Linked DNA regions of Sus scrofa: all the other regions are linked to region 5. The links are chromatin contacts, called in public Hi-C, HiChIP or PLAC-seq and promoter capture Hi-C maps. All regions are on one chromosome and are shown on one strand. The core of a region is the stretch at or near the end of the contact, and the rest is flanking DNA. Distances in the headings are between cores, read along the strand shown. Region 1 holds the start of RNPS1 (RNA-binding protein with serine-rich domain 1). Region 2 holds the start of TRAF7 (E3 ubiquitin-protein ligase TRAF7). Region 3 holds the start of E4F1 (transcription factor E4F1). Region 4 holds the start of ABCA3 (ATP-binding cassette sub-family A member 3). Region 5 holds the start of PRSS27 (serine protease 27).

Region 1 (2,700 bases), core at 45-2,544, 340 kb after region 5:
CCACCTGTTCTGAGACAGGGGTGCACCTTCCTCCCCTCCTTCCAATAAGGAAGGAAGCAGGTACACAGCAGTCAACAAACCCTGCAAGCCCTGGCCCTCTCAGAGCCGGGTTTTACTCCAACAGCCTCCTGCCTGGTCCTGGGCCTCTAAACCTCACCCTCTTGCCGTTGCCAGGAGGCTCTGGCAATGCCTCCCCGCCTGCGCCGTCCACCAGCCCCGGGATGAAGCCTTGGCGCCTTATCTTGCACACCTTCCAAGTTCCCCCCAAATGCTAAACTCCACCTTCCTAGCCCCGGCTTCTGCCAGCAAGCCTCTGCGCCTTTGCACCTGCTCTTCTCTCGGCTGAGGGCACCCTTCCACTTGGGTCTCAGCTGCAGTGTCACCTCCGCAGAGGCGCCTTGACTTCTGCACCTAGTCTTCTCTTTTTATTTTATTTTATTTTATTTTTTGTCTTTTTGCCATTTCTTGGGTCTCTCTCGCTGCATATGTTGGTTCCCAGGCTAGAGGTAGCCGCCGGCCTACGCCAGAGCCACTGCAATGCAGGATCCGACCTGCGCCTGCGACCTACACCACAGCTCACGGCAACACCGGATCCTTAACCCACTGAGCAAGGTCAGGGATCGAACCCACAACCTCATGCTTCCTAGTCAGATTGGTTAACCACTGAGCCACAATGGGAACTCCTTCTTTTTTAAATTTTTAATGTATTTATTTATTGTCTTTTTAGGGCCGCATGTGCGGTATTTGGAGGTTCCCAGGTCAGGGAGCGAATCGGAGCTGCAGCTGCCAGCCTACGACACAGCCACAGCAACACCAGATCCCAGCCGCGTCTGCGACCTTACATCACAGCTCATAGGCAACGCCGGATCCTTAATCCACTAATTAAGGCCAGGGATCTAACCGGCGTCCTTATGGACTGTAGTCAGACTTGTTTCCCCTGAACCACGACGGGGACTCCTGCACCTCGTCTTCTACCCTGTCTTTTGCTGCCCGTCCTTTCTGACGGCACTACCCCGTCTTACCCACCCGGCCGAGTTCCGCTGGAGTAAAAGCTGCGTCTGCCTGGCCACTCCCTGAGAGGCTTCTAACCGCACGAACCCTCTGCCCGGCCGGTCCCCACGGCGGTCGGCTAGAGGCCGCGGCACCTGCGCACTCCTCCCCCAACCCCGCCGCCCGAAACTCCGGGTCTCAGGCCCAGCGCCCACGGACCGCACCAAGCCCGCGGCGAGCCTAGGACGCAGGCGCACGGAGAGGGGCAGGGCCGCCTTAACCCGCCCCGCGCCGGCCCGCGAGCTACCACGCAGCACGGCCCTCCCAGCCCCAGCAAGCTGCCAGTTTGCCCGCCCTATGCGCCGCGCAGCCAGCCCCTGGCGGCCCAAGACGCCCCTCCCGAGAGGGGAACCAAAGTACGCGCTCCAACGCGGGGTGCTACACACGACCTTGGCTCTTTAACATTCTCCTTGCTCGCGCTCATTGGCTGAGGCGCTCTACGTCATCGCTGCGCGCCGGACGACGGCGCCTTCCCGCTCCCTAATCCTGACGCCAGAGCGGCGCCGGCCTCGGCGGCTGAGGAAAGCGGGAGGAGGTCTCGGCGGCGGGAAGATGTAAGTTGCGGGAATCCGACCCCATCCGAGCTTCGGGGGCCGCTCGCCAAGGTCGGCGGGGTGCATCGTGAAGCCGGCCCTCTCCCCGGCCCCGCGGTGGCAACGGCGGCCTAGCGGCGCGGTGTAGTTCTTAAGAAGAAAGAGTGGCCAGAGGAGAGCTGAGTAGGAGGCGCCGAGGCCGCGGCCCGGAAGTGGTCGGGGCTGCGGCGGGCGGAAGGGCGCCCTCGCTTCGTCTTCTCTGCGGCGGGCCCAGGGAGGCCCGCGGAATTCGGAGCAGCCGGGAACTCGGCCTCCACCCTCAGGGTCCTCTCGCCGGGCAGGAGACCCAGGCCCGCAACGTCAGGCCCTGCCCTGGAAGCTCTCGCGGCCCGGCGCCTGGAGTGGGGAGTTGTGAGTCTACGCGGACAGGGGGCGGCGAGGTCGCGTTGGGCCCGGGGCCGGTGGGTGCAGAGTTGCTTTGTGGGGTGCCCTGGGTGACCGTCTGACCTTCCTTTTGAAGATCTTGCTTTAAACATGGAATCCACGAACATTTGTCGGACTCCTGTGTGCCGTTCTCGGTGCCCATCTTTGGGGATATGGCCCTTAATGCCTTGGAGCTCTGTTTCCCGGCTTGCCCCAGGAGGGAGGGTACGGGAAGGTTAAATATCAGTGGAGAAGAGATGTGGCTTTTTGCCTTTGTAATTTCGCATGAATATGCCTAAAACGTACTGTTCAGCGGGGAAGGGGCTCTGAAGATACGACCTGAAACGGTAGCTACTCGAGATTTAACTAGTTGTTCTCTCCTCTCTCTGGCTGTTGGACTGCGCAACTTTCCGGAGGATGGGGGAGGTAACCAGAGTCCTGTGCTGTTACCTGAACTTGTGTAAACAGAGAACGTCAACCATTGCTTTCTACCACCTAGGCCTCGCCCAGCGAAGCGTTTACGTACTCTGTGGTTCTTAACTTTCCAGAGTTTTAAGAATAACTTGCTAGATTTTTATTTACAAAGTACATTAGGGCAGATCTTTAGGCCTGGGGTGGGGCCCAGCAATCTGCACTCTGTCATCTGTTCAGTAAGGTTGGTTCAGTAATTGGCCACGTGTGGATATTAGGCACT
Region 2 (2,700 bases), core at 63-2,562, 430 kb after region 5:
GAGAAGGGTGGGCTGACGGGCTGGGCAGCACAGGGCTCTGAGCAAGGGGCGCAGCGATGCTGAGTGGCACCCTTCCCCTCCTCCCAGGGCAGGGTGCCATCCGGCAGGACCCCAGACTCGGCCCCAGCTGATGGCCCTGGCCTGGCTCAAGACAACCAGGCCAGGTCAACAGACTTGGAGAGAGGGCCCCACCCCCCTCTTCCCAGCCTCCTCACTCTCACCGACTTCCCCACTGAAGCCAGCGGGCCTCCTCCACACACAACCAGAGGCTTCTTACTGGACTTAGACCTGATGGCCGCTCTCCTGTGCTGGATCTCCCAACAGCCTCCCTTGTCAGCACAGGACAATCCCCGTGAGGCCTCCCCGACTTCACCTCTCCCTCCTTGCTGGTGTCTGCCAAGCTTTCTCACTCTAGGCCTTTGCATCTCTTGCTCCCTTTGCTCAGCAAGCCCTTCCAGAAACTCCCCAGGCCAGACAGACTGCTCACTGCACCGCCCCCTCCCCAAGCCATTCAAGAGCCCCCCAGGACTCTCTCAACGCCAGGTTTCTTTCTTTCGCGGCACTTATCACAACCCCTCAGGACTGTCTCTGTGTATGGTCAGTCCCCCCCACTTTCTAGATCCCTGCTTCTCAAAGGGGGAATGCATGGAAATGTTTGGAGACATTTTTGGTTGTCGCATTGAGAAGGACAGGATACTGGTTTCTAGAAGGTGGCGATCAGGGACGCTGCTCAACATTCTACAAGGCACGGAAGGGAATGATGGCCACGAAGTGTCAAGAGTGGTGAGACTGAGAAACCCTGCGCTCAGAGAAACCCTAAGAGCCTAAGAGAACGAGGGTCACACTCTCCGTAGTCTCCCGGCGCCTATAACAGTGCTGGGCACCCGGCGGCGATCAGTAAAGGCAGGAAGAAGGAATGAATAAGGAGAGTATGGAGGAAGGGAGCGAGCGACGGACCAGCTGATGGACAGACAGGGAGATCCCGGCGGGCCTCAGCCCCGCCCCCCAAACGCGACCCCCCCCCCCTTCCCGGGCCCCCAACACGCCCTCTCCCCCGGCCCCACCGCGCGGCCCCAAGGCGCGAGCCCCAGACCCAGTACGCCGCGCAGACACTCACCCGCCCGTGGCCGCTCGAGAACGGCAGCACCACCCTCCCGCTTCATCGTGCCCCTCGGCCGCTGTCCGGGAAAGGGACTGGACGCTCGAGCCGGAAGCGCTCTGGCGCTGCGCCCGCCGGGATTCGTAGTTCCCTGGCTCCCGGGACCCGCGGCGGCAGCCTTACGGGAGGTTCTTAAGAAACTATGACTTCCGGCGGGCTCTGACGTCGCAGAGCCGGATTGGTGACTTCGGAATCACTCTATGTTGCAGATCGGAGTCTGATTGGTTTTGTACATCCGTCGTTCACAGTTGGGTTCAATGGCCTCTGCAAAAGGGTGGAGTTTCGGCTGTCAGGTCCAGGAGACCGCCCCCAAAAGAAATGCCAAGGCGCGATTGGTAGAGACCGGGGAGTAGAGAGCGGAGCGTATCAGCGGTGAGGAGGGCAAATACTTCCGCCCGGCTTGCCCAATCGCAGAGGTGAGGCAGTTTCTATAAAAGCTTGAGCCTCGCACCCTCGCATTCTTTCGGAATCAAGGAAGAGATCGGTGTGCTCATTCTTCCTACCTCTGTGCACCACGGTCCCGGGAGGACCTGGGCCCGAGGTGGGCCGCGGAGGTGGCCTAAACCCGCCGGCCGACCTAGCCCCCAGGTCCAGCCTCCGTCTGAGCTCCTCCGTGGCCCTCAGCATTCTATACGTTCCTGCCCCCACTTCCCAGTTCTGTCCCGAACCTCCAGCGGTACTTCTCCCTACAGGTAAGGCTGGGCTGGGCCTGCTTACTCCTTTCAGCTCTGAGCCTATGATGAATTGCTTTGACTTCTGACACCTCGTATGAAAGCTGCACGTGCAGTCTGATTATTTTTGCAAGACTGAGGCTTCAGGGTGAGCGCCCTTAAAAGACCTGGGGGTGAAAACAGGCCTTGGCAGAATTGGGTTTCGGTCTACATTTGGGCGCTGTCTGTCTTTCAGGAACATCGGTGACCTGGCAGAAGACTGCGAGGCAAATCATCCATGGGGGCCTGGTTAATAAGGTGGGAGTCCATGTCTGTCCAGAGTGCTCAGCAGTGAAGCAGAGGTGGTGAGTTGATGGGAACGCATGTGTTTCACTCTCACACCTGTTGGTGTTAGGAACGGAAACCAGACCCGGGTGAGTCAGAACAGGGCATTAATCATCGTCCAAAACAGGACGCCTGCTCCCAAGGAATAGGAGGATAGAGCTCCCTTGAGATCCTATACTTTGCTTTCGCCACTGAGGCACTCTGAGATCCAGAAACATCTGCCCTTCAGGCATATGCCATCTCACTGGCACATTTCCAGAATGAGGCTAAAACCCGGGACAACCAAAGGTGGAAAGGTGATACACCTCTATATGCCTCAGGACCTCAGGCCCTAATCACATACTGGAAGGAGGGATCCCCTCCTCCCAACTGCAGCCCCCTTGGAAAGGGCCATAACCGGTCACCTCTCCACCCCTACATTGGTCTGTGTTTCTGGACCGGAAAGCTGGATAGACCACTCCCCAGCTAAGGCGAGCTCCAGGAGAGACCAGTGGGATTCCCCACTACACCTGCGAGCCACTTGGAGACTTCCGCTAGCCCTTAAGC
Region 3 (2,700 bases), core at 14-2,513, 380 kb after region 5:
CCTGTGAGTATTCGTGGGTGGGCACCTAGGTCCAAGAGGGTGATGGGAGTCCCGCAGGAGGGGCCCGGGGCTCCGAGGAACTCGGGGGCTCGTGCAAGGCCGTGAGGGGCCCTGGGGGGACGTGAGCTCCACAAAGAACCGGGTCTGGAAAGGCCTGTCACGCCCGAAGCGCAGGCCACCCGGGCCTCCGGCAGCCGGTCTGAGCCGCCCCCACCCTGGCCGCGCCCGGGCCCGTCCGGCCCTGTTACCTTCCTCGCTAAAGGGCGCCGGGAGGCCGAGGAAGCCACTGGGCGCCAAAGCCGCCGCCGCCGCCGCTGCAACCCCGCGGTCGCCTGCTTCCCGCCCGGCTTCGGCCCGGGCTTCTGCCGTATGCGCGGCCGTCACCCGCACTGCCATCGCGCCCTCCATGTCGCAACGCGCCGCAGGAAGATGGCGGATTTACGACCGTGTCGTCATAACAACGGGCCGCGCCCAGGCCTGCAAGAGAAACAGACCTGAGGGCGATGGGGCGGGGCCCGGGTGCGTTTGATGGGCAGGCGGCGGGGCGGGGCCGGAGGGTGTGGCCTGGAACCACAGAGGTGGGGCTAGACCCTAGGTGAGAAGAGACGGGTCGGGCCTGCTGGGAGGGGTGTGGTTACGGTGGAGCGAACTGACAGGCGGAGGGGCGGAGCCAGTGGAAGGCCCTAGGGGCGTGGCTTGGCCCGGCAGGGGGCTGGGCCACCCTGACGATTGGAGCGCTGGGTTTGGGTTCCACGAGCTTCGAGAGCCTGAGAAGAGGGGCGAGGCGGACTGGCAGCGCCACCTGACCGGCCCTGAGCTGGTGGTGCAGCCACGGGTGCCCCGCCTGGATATGAGCTTGAGGGCCGCTGCCAGGACACCGCTCCAACTGAGACCGGTAGAGTGATGTTCGCCGCCCGTCCCCGACCCCTTCTCGGATGACAGAATCTCCCTTGAATGTTGACCCAGCGACCTCGAGACAACCCCCGAGTTGGGGATGGCTCACGGGTAGCTTCCCTAAGACTTTTATTCTCTTGTCTAATTAGTTGTGATAAGTACACATAGAATTTACTGTTAGTGACAGTACACAGTGTCGTGCAACTACCACCGAAATGTAGTTTGAGAAGTCATCATCATTTCAACAGAAAACCTGTACCCAGTCACTCCCCCGTCTCCCCTCCCCGCCAGCCCCTGGCAACTATTTTCTTTCTCCATGGCTTAGCCTTTTCTGGACATATCACATAAATGGAATGACACACATGGTCTTTCGCATCGGGTTTCTTTCACTTAGCATAATGGGGTTTTTTGGTTTTCGTTTGTGTGTTTAGGGCCGCACCTGAAGCATACGGAGGTTCCCAGGCCAGGGGTCGATTCCAAGCTGCAGCCCCTGGCCTACACCACAGCAACACCAGACCCAAGCCACATCTGTAACCCACTGATCAAGGCCGAGGATCGAACTTGTGTCCTCATGGATACTCGACAGATTCGTTTCGGCTGAGCCACGACGGGAATTCCCAATGGTCCCTTTTATTCTTTTTTTTTTTTTTCTTATCTTTTTTCATTTTTGGCTGCCTGGCAGGATGTGGAGTTCCCAGGACAGGGATCAGATCTGAGCCGCAGTCATGACCTAAGCCGCAGCTGCAGCAAATCCAGATCCTTAACCCACTGCGTTGGGCCAGGGATGGAAGCTGCTCCCAGTGCTCCCAAGGTATCACTGATCCCATTGTGCCACAGCAGGAACGCCTCCTTTTATTCTTTTTCAGGTAGTATTTAATTAGTCTTTGAAGCTAAGTGCTTTTATTTATTTTAATTTTTTTTCTTTTTATGGCCGCACCTGTGGCCAATGGAAGTTCCTGGGCTAGGGGTCGAATGCCTCAGCACAGCAACACTGGATCCAAGCTGCATCTGGGATCTACACCACACCTTTCAGCAATGCCAGATCCTTAACCCACTGATCAAGGCCAGGGATCAAACCTCCATCCTCATGGATACTAGTCAGGTTCTTAACCTGCTGAACCACAACCAGAACTCTCTCATCCCCATTTTAACGATGAAGAAACTGAGGCACAGAATTGACAGGACATTTGCTCAAGGGCAGACCAAAGATTCTAACTCAAGTCTGTCCAGAGTCATGGGCTAGAAACCCATAGGGCATGCTCTCCCAGCTCAGTTATTCTCTGTGGCTCAGCTGGATTCCAGAGACTCAGGGGAATCAGATGCCATTTTTACTCCAAGAAGGCCAGTCTCCAGGGGAGCCCAAGCACGATACAACGGCCCGGGCAGGGAGTGGGCAGCTCTGCCCTGAAAGGGCACCAAGCAGATATTTTTTCCATGTCAGGGCTGCCCAGCTGGGAAAGCGAGGACCCTTGGCCTGGCAGGAGCTGAGAAGGGTGAGGCACAGGTTACGTCGCCAGAGGTTAGGCGGGGGTAACAGTGGGGCTGCTTTCTACGGGGGGCTCATTCACCATTCCAGGGGTGTAAGCAGAGTGAGTGCTGGTCAGTGTTTCCGAAGGATCCCTCTGACTGCTGTGTCCGCAAGGAAGATCCAGGAGAGATGGGCTCTGAGAGGGACAAACCAGAAGAGGACCAGCTGGGTTGTTGTGGAGCTCTACGGTTCTGGCGGCAGCTGGGAAGACAGGGCCAGGAGAACACCCCACTTGAGGCTGCCCAAAGGATTAATGGGAAAGCCAGCATTCAAGAGAT
Region 4 (2,700 bases), core at 50-2,549, 290 kb after region 5:
TACTTATGAAGTGCATCCTCTGGAATTCCCGGCGTGGCTCAGGGGCTAACGAATCTGACTAGGAACCATGAGGATGCAGGTTTGATCCCTGGCCTCGCTCAGTGGGTTAAGAATCCAGCCTTGCAGGGAGCTGCGGTGTAGGCTGCAGACCTGGCTCGGATCCTATGCTGATGTGGCTGTGGCTGTGGTGTAGACCAACGGCCACAGTTCTGATTCAATCCCTAGCCTGGAAACCTCCACATGCCGCAGGCGCGGCCCTAAAAAGCAAAGAAAGTGCCTCCTCTGTGCCAGCCATGCTACGACCCTAGGATGTAGCCACGATCTGGACAAGGTCCCTTTCCTCACAGACACCATCCACCTTCTGGTGAGAGAGACAGAAAAAAGCCAACCAACAAGGAAGTAACTGCCATGGGGCCCCGGCTGCGCCAGCATTAACCGCTACGGCGTCTCTGGGGACCGCGGTCCCCCCTTCCCCCCCGCCCCCCCAGCCTGGGTCCTGACTTTACCATTCCGTCTGTCCTCGGCCCCAGGCGCGCGGGGGGCGGCCCGGAGCCGGCTGGTCAGCAGGCGACGTCCAGGGCCCAGCGACCTGCGCCGGGAGCCGCCAGAGGCCGGGCGGAGGGCAGCGAACGACGGACGGGCAGCTGGACGTCGGGCCACAGGAGGGTCCTGGGACTCGACAGGCCGCTGGCAGCACTCACCGCCTGGGCGACGGCTGGCCCAGCGCCACCCACGCCGCCAGCCCCTCCGCCCCGGTGACCCCCGTCGGGCCTCGGGACTGTCCGGTCCAAGGCGACCCCAGCCCAGCCCCCGGACTCTCTCGGCCCGACCTGGGACGCTCCCGAGGTGACCCTGACCCTACCTCCCGACCCGCCTGCCTGCGGCCTCGGACCCCAGAGCTGCGCCCCGCGACCGCGGCCACGCCCAGAGGTGCTGGGCCTTCCTGCCCACCTCTCGGCTTTCTAGAACCTTCCTCGCCCTCCGTCCACCCCTCAGGGCCTCGAACACCTAGCGATGTCCGCGCCAGGCCTAAGGGCGCAAAGCGCCCTCCCTCCGTGAAGAGAAGGACCCTCGTGCCCGACGAAAGACACTGCAAGGGAGGGAAACGGAGGCCCACCAGGGAAATGGGAGGGTCCTGCCTGACCACTTCAGCCGCCCGCCTGGAGGCCACACCGTTCGCCTCACAGGCCAAGCCCTCGCCCCGCGTCGCGCGCCCCCTGCCGGCCGTACCCCTCCCAACCCCCCGCGGGCGCGGAGCACTGCGCAGGCGCAAGCAGGGGCGGAGCGGGGAGGGGTCCCAGGGCGGGCCGGGCACCCGCAGGGGAAGCCTGCAACGCATGCGCGAGCCGGCCGGCGCGCCCCCTGCAGGAGCCCGAGTGGACGCGTCCTCCAGCTGCCTCGGGTCGCCGGCGCCCCCTCCCCGCTGCGGCGGCCTAGCAGCTGTCAGCAGTGGTCGCCGCAGCCGCCGCGAGGCCAGAGCAGGGCCGGAAGCCGAGGGAGGGGACCCCGCGAGAGGGCAGCGCGCCGGCCATCGCCGCCCGGGTGCTGAGGGTCGGTGAGTGCCGCCAGGACCCGCTGCTCGCGCGCGCTGGCTCCCAGGGCTCTTGGCTCCCGGCTCCGGGGCCGCTTCCCCGCCCGGGCCACCCTCCCCACCGCGGGCCGCCCCGGTCCCTGTCCGGCCCCTACCGTGGCCCTGCCCTGCCCGCACCCCCCGGCGCCGCCCCAGCAGGTGCATCTCTGCGCAGTGCCAGGCCGCCCTGACTCAGGCTTCCCCTCGGCCCTGGTCTGTCTCTGGGCGTGTCCCCATCCTCTCAGGCAGCTCCTCCAAGCCGGCCCTTCTTGGAGAAACTTAATCTTCCTGGAGTTGCAATCACTGCGGCATCCTTTGTGCCATGCCCGAGCAGGGTGGGCAGACTCCTACCACGTCAAACCCCGCAGGCGTTCACCGGCCGACACTTTGAGCACTTGCCTGCCAAAGCCGTGCAGCATCCCAGGCTGGGGAGCCGAGGCAGGGCCGCCAAGGCTGCTGCTGGCTCATGTCTTGGTGCAGAGATTCCCAGTGTTGGTGGGAATGCTTCCCCATAATCGAGTCCGCCCTGCTCGAAAATCCTCCTTCTCGTGGCCTCAGGGTGGGGGGCCAGGGGTCCACTGTTAGTGGTGGGCGTTGCGTGTGGACAGAAGGAAGGGCAATGACTGATCTAGACAGAGGGGCCTCCCACAGCGCTGATGCCCACGGTCAGTCTGTTTGGTATGAAATTGTGTGTACACAGGAATTGTCTCTTTTCTGAAGTAGATTCTGAGCTTCATGAGGGCAGACACTGTCTGCTGCATGTGGGCTTAGGACAGATGCTTGGTGCCTATTTGTTGCATGAGTGAATGCCCCTTGTCACTTCCTTGGTCGCTGCCTAATTAAAACCATTACCTTATAGGGTTATTTCTGCTTGTTTGCCTCTTTGCCTCCTGAGCTGTGAGCTCCCCAGAGGCACAGATTGTCCCTTGCTGGGGCTTGCCTTGCTCGCGCGTCTCCATGACAGGCCCGCAAGGAAGCCTTGTGGACGGAGGGGCTGAGCCCCTGTGACAGTGTGCAGACCCGGGCAGGGTGCAAGTGGAAGAGTTAGCTCTTTTCTCCTGAGCAACTGTATCATTTCATTCAAAACATCTTGATGCTGCCCTTTGTAAACCTGAAAAGATTGGGAATGT
Region 5 (2,700 bases), core at 21-2,520:
CCTCTTCCCCCGAGGGCTGCGGGAGACGCGGAGACGGAGGGGAGGTCGGAGGGCAGGAGCGGAGGAGTGGAGGAGCAGGAAGGGCTGGGGCTGGGAGTTGTGCGAGGAAGACAGACAGCGCGGAGCCGAGCCTCCCGCCCCAGCGGCCCGGCGCTGCTGCCGGCGGCCCCTAGAGGGCAGTGGCGCGCTGACCGGGAGCGCCCGCCAAGGCCAAGGCCAAGGCCGGAGCGCGGAGATGGGGAGGGGGCGGAAAGTCGGCGACCTCGGCCGTCCCCGACTTCCGGGGCGCGCCGGCGCACCCCCAGGCCACGCACGCACCCACTGTGTGGGCGGGGAAACTGAGGCCGGGCTCTGCCGGTCATCCGGCGCTCCCCGCCCCAGCCCCCACCGGCTCTGCCCGACCTGGTCCTCGGCCGCCGGTCCCGGCCCGGCCTCGCCGCCGAGCCCCGGCTCCGGCTCTGACGTCAGCTCCGTGCCCCAAATAACTTCCTCCCAGAGCCGCTTCCGCGACGACTGCACGTCCTGGACCCGGCCAGCCGCTCCCAGGGCAGGGACACCTGGGGACGGTCCTCCTGGCACGGCCTTCCCAGAAGCAGCTTCCGCCCCGCCCACGCTGGCCTTCGCGTTCCGGGAACCCCACCCCCACCCCTGCGACGGCGGCGGGCAGGGGGCAGGGAGAGGCCGGTCAGGGTCACCCAGGGCCAGGCCTGGGACTGCTGGAACCCAGGTCTGGAGGGAGAGCCGGGGGGCGGGGAGGGGCGCTGGGGTCAGCGGCGGAGCCCGCCAGACGCTCCCGCTTAGGCTCAGGTGACCTGGCCCTTAGCCATCCTCCTTCCGGCAAAGCGCAAGCCCCAGTCCCGGACTGTTTGCGGCGCATGGCAGGTGCTCAGTAAATAAAAATAAATGAACGGATGAATGAAACAGAGAGGGTCGCGTGGTGGACCGCAGTCAGCTCAGGTGGGCCTGTGGTCAGCTGGAGAGTGTGGTCAGTCACCGTGGAGGCGGAACCCTTGCCACAAGCACTTAAATGGGGCACATGCGGAGTTCCCGTCGTGGCGCAGTGGTTAACGAATCCGACTAGGAACCATGAGGTTGCCAGTTCAATCCCTGGCCTTGCGCAGTGGGTTAAGGATCCGGCGTTGCCGTGAGCTGTGGTGTAAGCTGCAGATGCGGCTCGCATCCTGAGTTGCTGTGGCTGTAGTGTAGACCAGGGGCTACAGCTCCGATTGGACCCCTAGCCTGGGAACCTCCATATGCCGCGGGTGCGGCCCTAGAAAAGGTAAAATAAACAAACAAACAAATAAATAAATAAATGGGACACACGCACCCTGGCCCGCAAACCCTAAGGTGTTTTAGCATGAGAGGCCTGTCCCCTTGGGGTTCAGGGCCAGGCCATGGAGGAGTCGGGGTTCTGGGGTGCCTCCTTCCTGCCCAGAGGAACTGGGCGGGCCTGGCTGACAGGTCCAGCGGCATAGCCGAGCTGACACTCATCTCCAGCATAAAACCCCACTTCATGGAGCCCTACACATAGAGCTAGTGGTCACGGAGCTCCTGCCACAGCAGTCCCCTGCCCGGCAGGCACTCCAGCCAGGCTGAGACCATGGGGCAGGTGCCAGCTTTGGCCCTGCTCCTGCTGCTGCTGCTGCGGACTGGTGAGTCTTAGACATTGCAGGCATCTGTAAGGGCCTCTCTGTCCTACCCAAGCGGCAGCTAAGCCCCCACTCCCCGGCCAGGCCTCGGGCTGCAGCACCAGTCTCCCTTCCTGCCTCAGTGGGAAGATTCCGGAGGTTCCACAGGTGGAGTGAACTGGGGATGGGGGTGTGGGTGCAGGCGGGAGGACCAGGAGGCAGTGACACAGGCCGGATCCCATCCCTCCCCTTGCCTCAGGCAAATTACAGCCAAGCTGCTTCTGCCCCCTCTGGTCCTGGCCTCTCAAGATGAAAACGTGGTGCTGTAGGATCTGACCTCAAGACCGCTGGGCGCCAGCCAATCTCTGGGTCACTGACATCTGGGCCTGGGAAGGGTGGCTGGGTTGCCACCTGAGCCTGGTGAAGGCTCAGTGGGGGGCAGGGAGGACACACGGGGGTCCAGGTTCCTGCTCCGGCACAGAGGGAGGGAATTGGAGGAGCAGGCCCTGCACCTCCGGCCCTTCCCCCGCTCTCTTGGGTGAAGGTTGGCAAGGGCCAACAGGGGAGGTCGGGGGGGGGGGAATGCACCTGCCAGGCCCCTCCCAGCTGGGCGGGCTGCTCTCTGCCAGGGAAACTCTCCCGCATTCCTGGGCCAGCCTGGCCAGCCCAGCTGCCACCTTACTTCCCTGTCCTCAAGTCACCTCCCAGGGCCGGGCCAGGTCACCCCAGGCTGCAGCTTGGCCAGGGCTCCAGGCTTCCCACCAGGGAAGGAGGGTGCAGGCTTCCCACCAGGGAAGGAGGGTGCAGCCTCCCTGGGCTCCACCGGGCCTTGCCAGGCCTTGCTGCCCAGCTCCCTCCTCCCTCCCGGCCTCCTGGCACAGGGTCCTGTCCCACCCCTCCGGTCCCTTCACGTGGGCAGAGGTGCCCCGTCCAGCAGGGGTCCTGGGCTCCAGCTGCCAGCTGTATGAGAGGGGCTGCTCTGGGGAATCTGGGACGGAGCCAGGCTCTGCCCCCATCGCCCCCAGACTCAAGACAGAGCTGGAGACTTGCTCGGTCGGGAAGATAGTGTGAG

What was found. Promoter capture Hi-C pulls out the DNA fragments that hold promoters and counts their contacts. Hi-C and Micro-C count contacts between places; a contact is called where the count stands out from the background. HiChIP or PLAC-seq counts read pairs in DNA pulled down with a chosen protein or histone mark.
Region 1: a contact with region 5 is called in an H3K27ac HiChIP or PLAC-seq map of alveolar macrophages. The contact joins the promoter of RNPS1 here to the promoter of PRSS27 in region 5. A contact is called at or near these places in 2 of 5 promoter capture datasets (fetal liver and liver) and 1 of 2 datasets of contacts at active chromatin or transcription factors (alveolar macrophages).
Region 2: a Hi-C map of liver shows a contact between it and region 5, with 4 times the contacts expected there. The contact joins the promoter of TRAF7 here to the promoter of PRSS27 in region 5. A contact is called at or near these places in 2 of 5 promoter capture datasets (fetal liver and liver), 1 of 47 Hi-C or Micro-C datasets (liver) and 1 of 2 datasets of contacts at active chromatin or transcription factors (alveolar macrophages).
Region 3: a contact with region 5 is called in an H3K27ac HiChIP or PLAC-seq map of alveolar macrophages. The contact joins the promoter of E4F1 here to the promoter of PRSS27 in region 5. A contact is called at or near these places in 1 of 5 promoter capture datasets (fetal liver) and 2 of 2 datasets of contacts at active chromatin or transcription factors (alveolar macrophages and skeletal muscle).
Region 4: a contact with region 5 is called in a promoter capture Hi-C map of fetal liver, with 3 times the contacts expected there. The contact joins the promoter of ABCA3 here to the promoter of PRSS27 in region 5. A contact is called at or near these places in 2 of 5 promoter capture datasets (fetal liver and liver), 1 of 47 Hi-C or Micro-C datasets (embryonic fibroblasts) and 2 of 2 datasets of contacts at active chromatin or transcription factors (alveolar macrophages and skeletal muscle).

Annotation. Positions count from the first base shown.
Region 1 is chr3:39,737,764-39,740,463 of Sscrofa11.1, forward strand. RNPS1 (RNA-binding protein with serine-rich domain 1) reads left to right here and starts at 1,295. Exons shown (of 8, transcript XM_003481099.4): 1 at 1,295-1,994. LOC110259946 (a long non-coding RNA gene) reads right to left here and starts at 517. Exons shown (of 2, transcript XR_002342443.1): 1 at 1-517.
Region 2 is chr3:39,827,138-39,829,837 of Sscrofa11.1, forward strand. TRAF7 (E3 ubiquitin-protein ligase TRAF7) reads right to left here and starts at 1,313. Exons shown (of 21, transcript XM_003124733.4): 1 at 1,118-1,313.
Region 3 is chr3:39,771,761-39,774,460 of Sscrofa11.1, forward strand. It overlaps E4F1 (transcription factor E4F1), which reads right to left and starts at 1,264. Exons shown (of 21, transcript XM_021086766.1): 1 at 249-1,264. The coding sequence starts at 408.
Region 4 is chr3:39,687,834-39,690,533 of Sscrofa11.1, forward strand. ABCA3 (ATP-binding cassette sub-family A member 3) reads left to right here and starts at 1,300. Exons shown (of 35, transcript XM_005655176.3): 1 at 1,300-1,555.
Region 5 is chr3:39,393,744-39,396,443 of Sscrofa11.1, forward strand. PRSS27 (serine protease 27) reads left to right here and starts at 1,271. Exons shown (of 7, transcript XM_021086750.1): 1 at 1,271-1,652. The coding sequence starts at 1,601.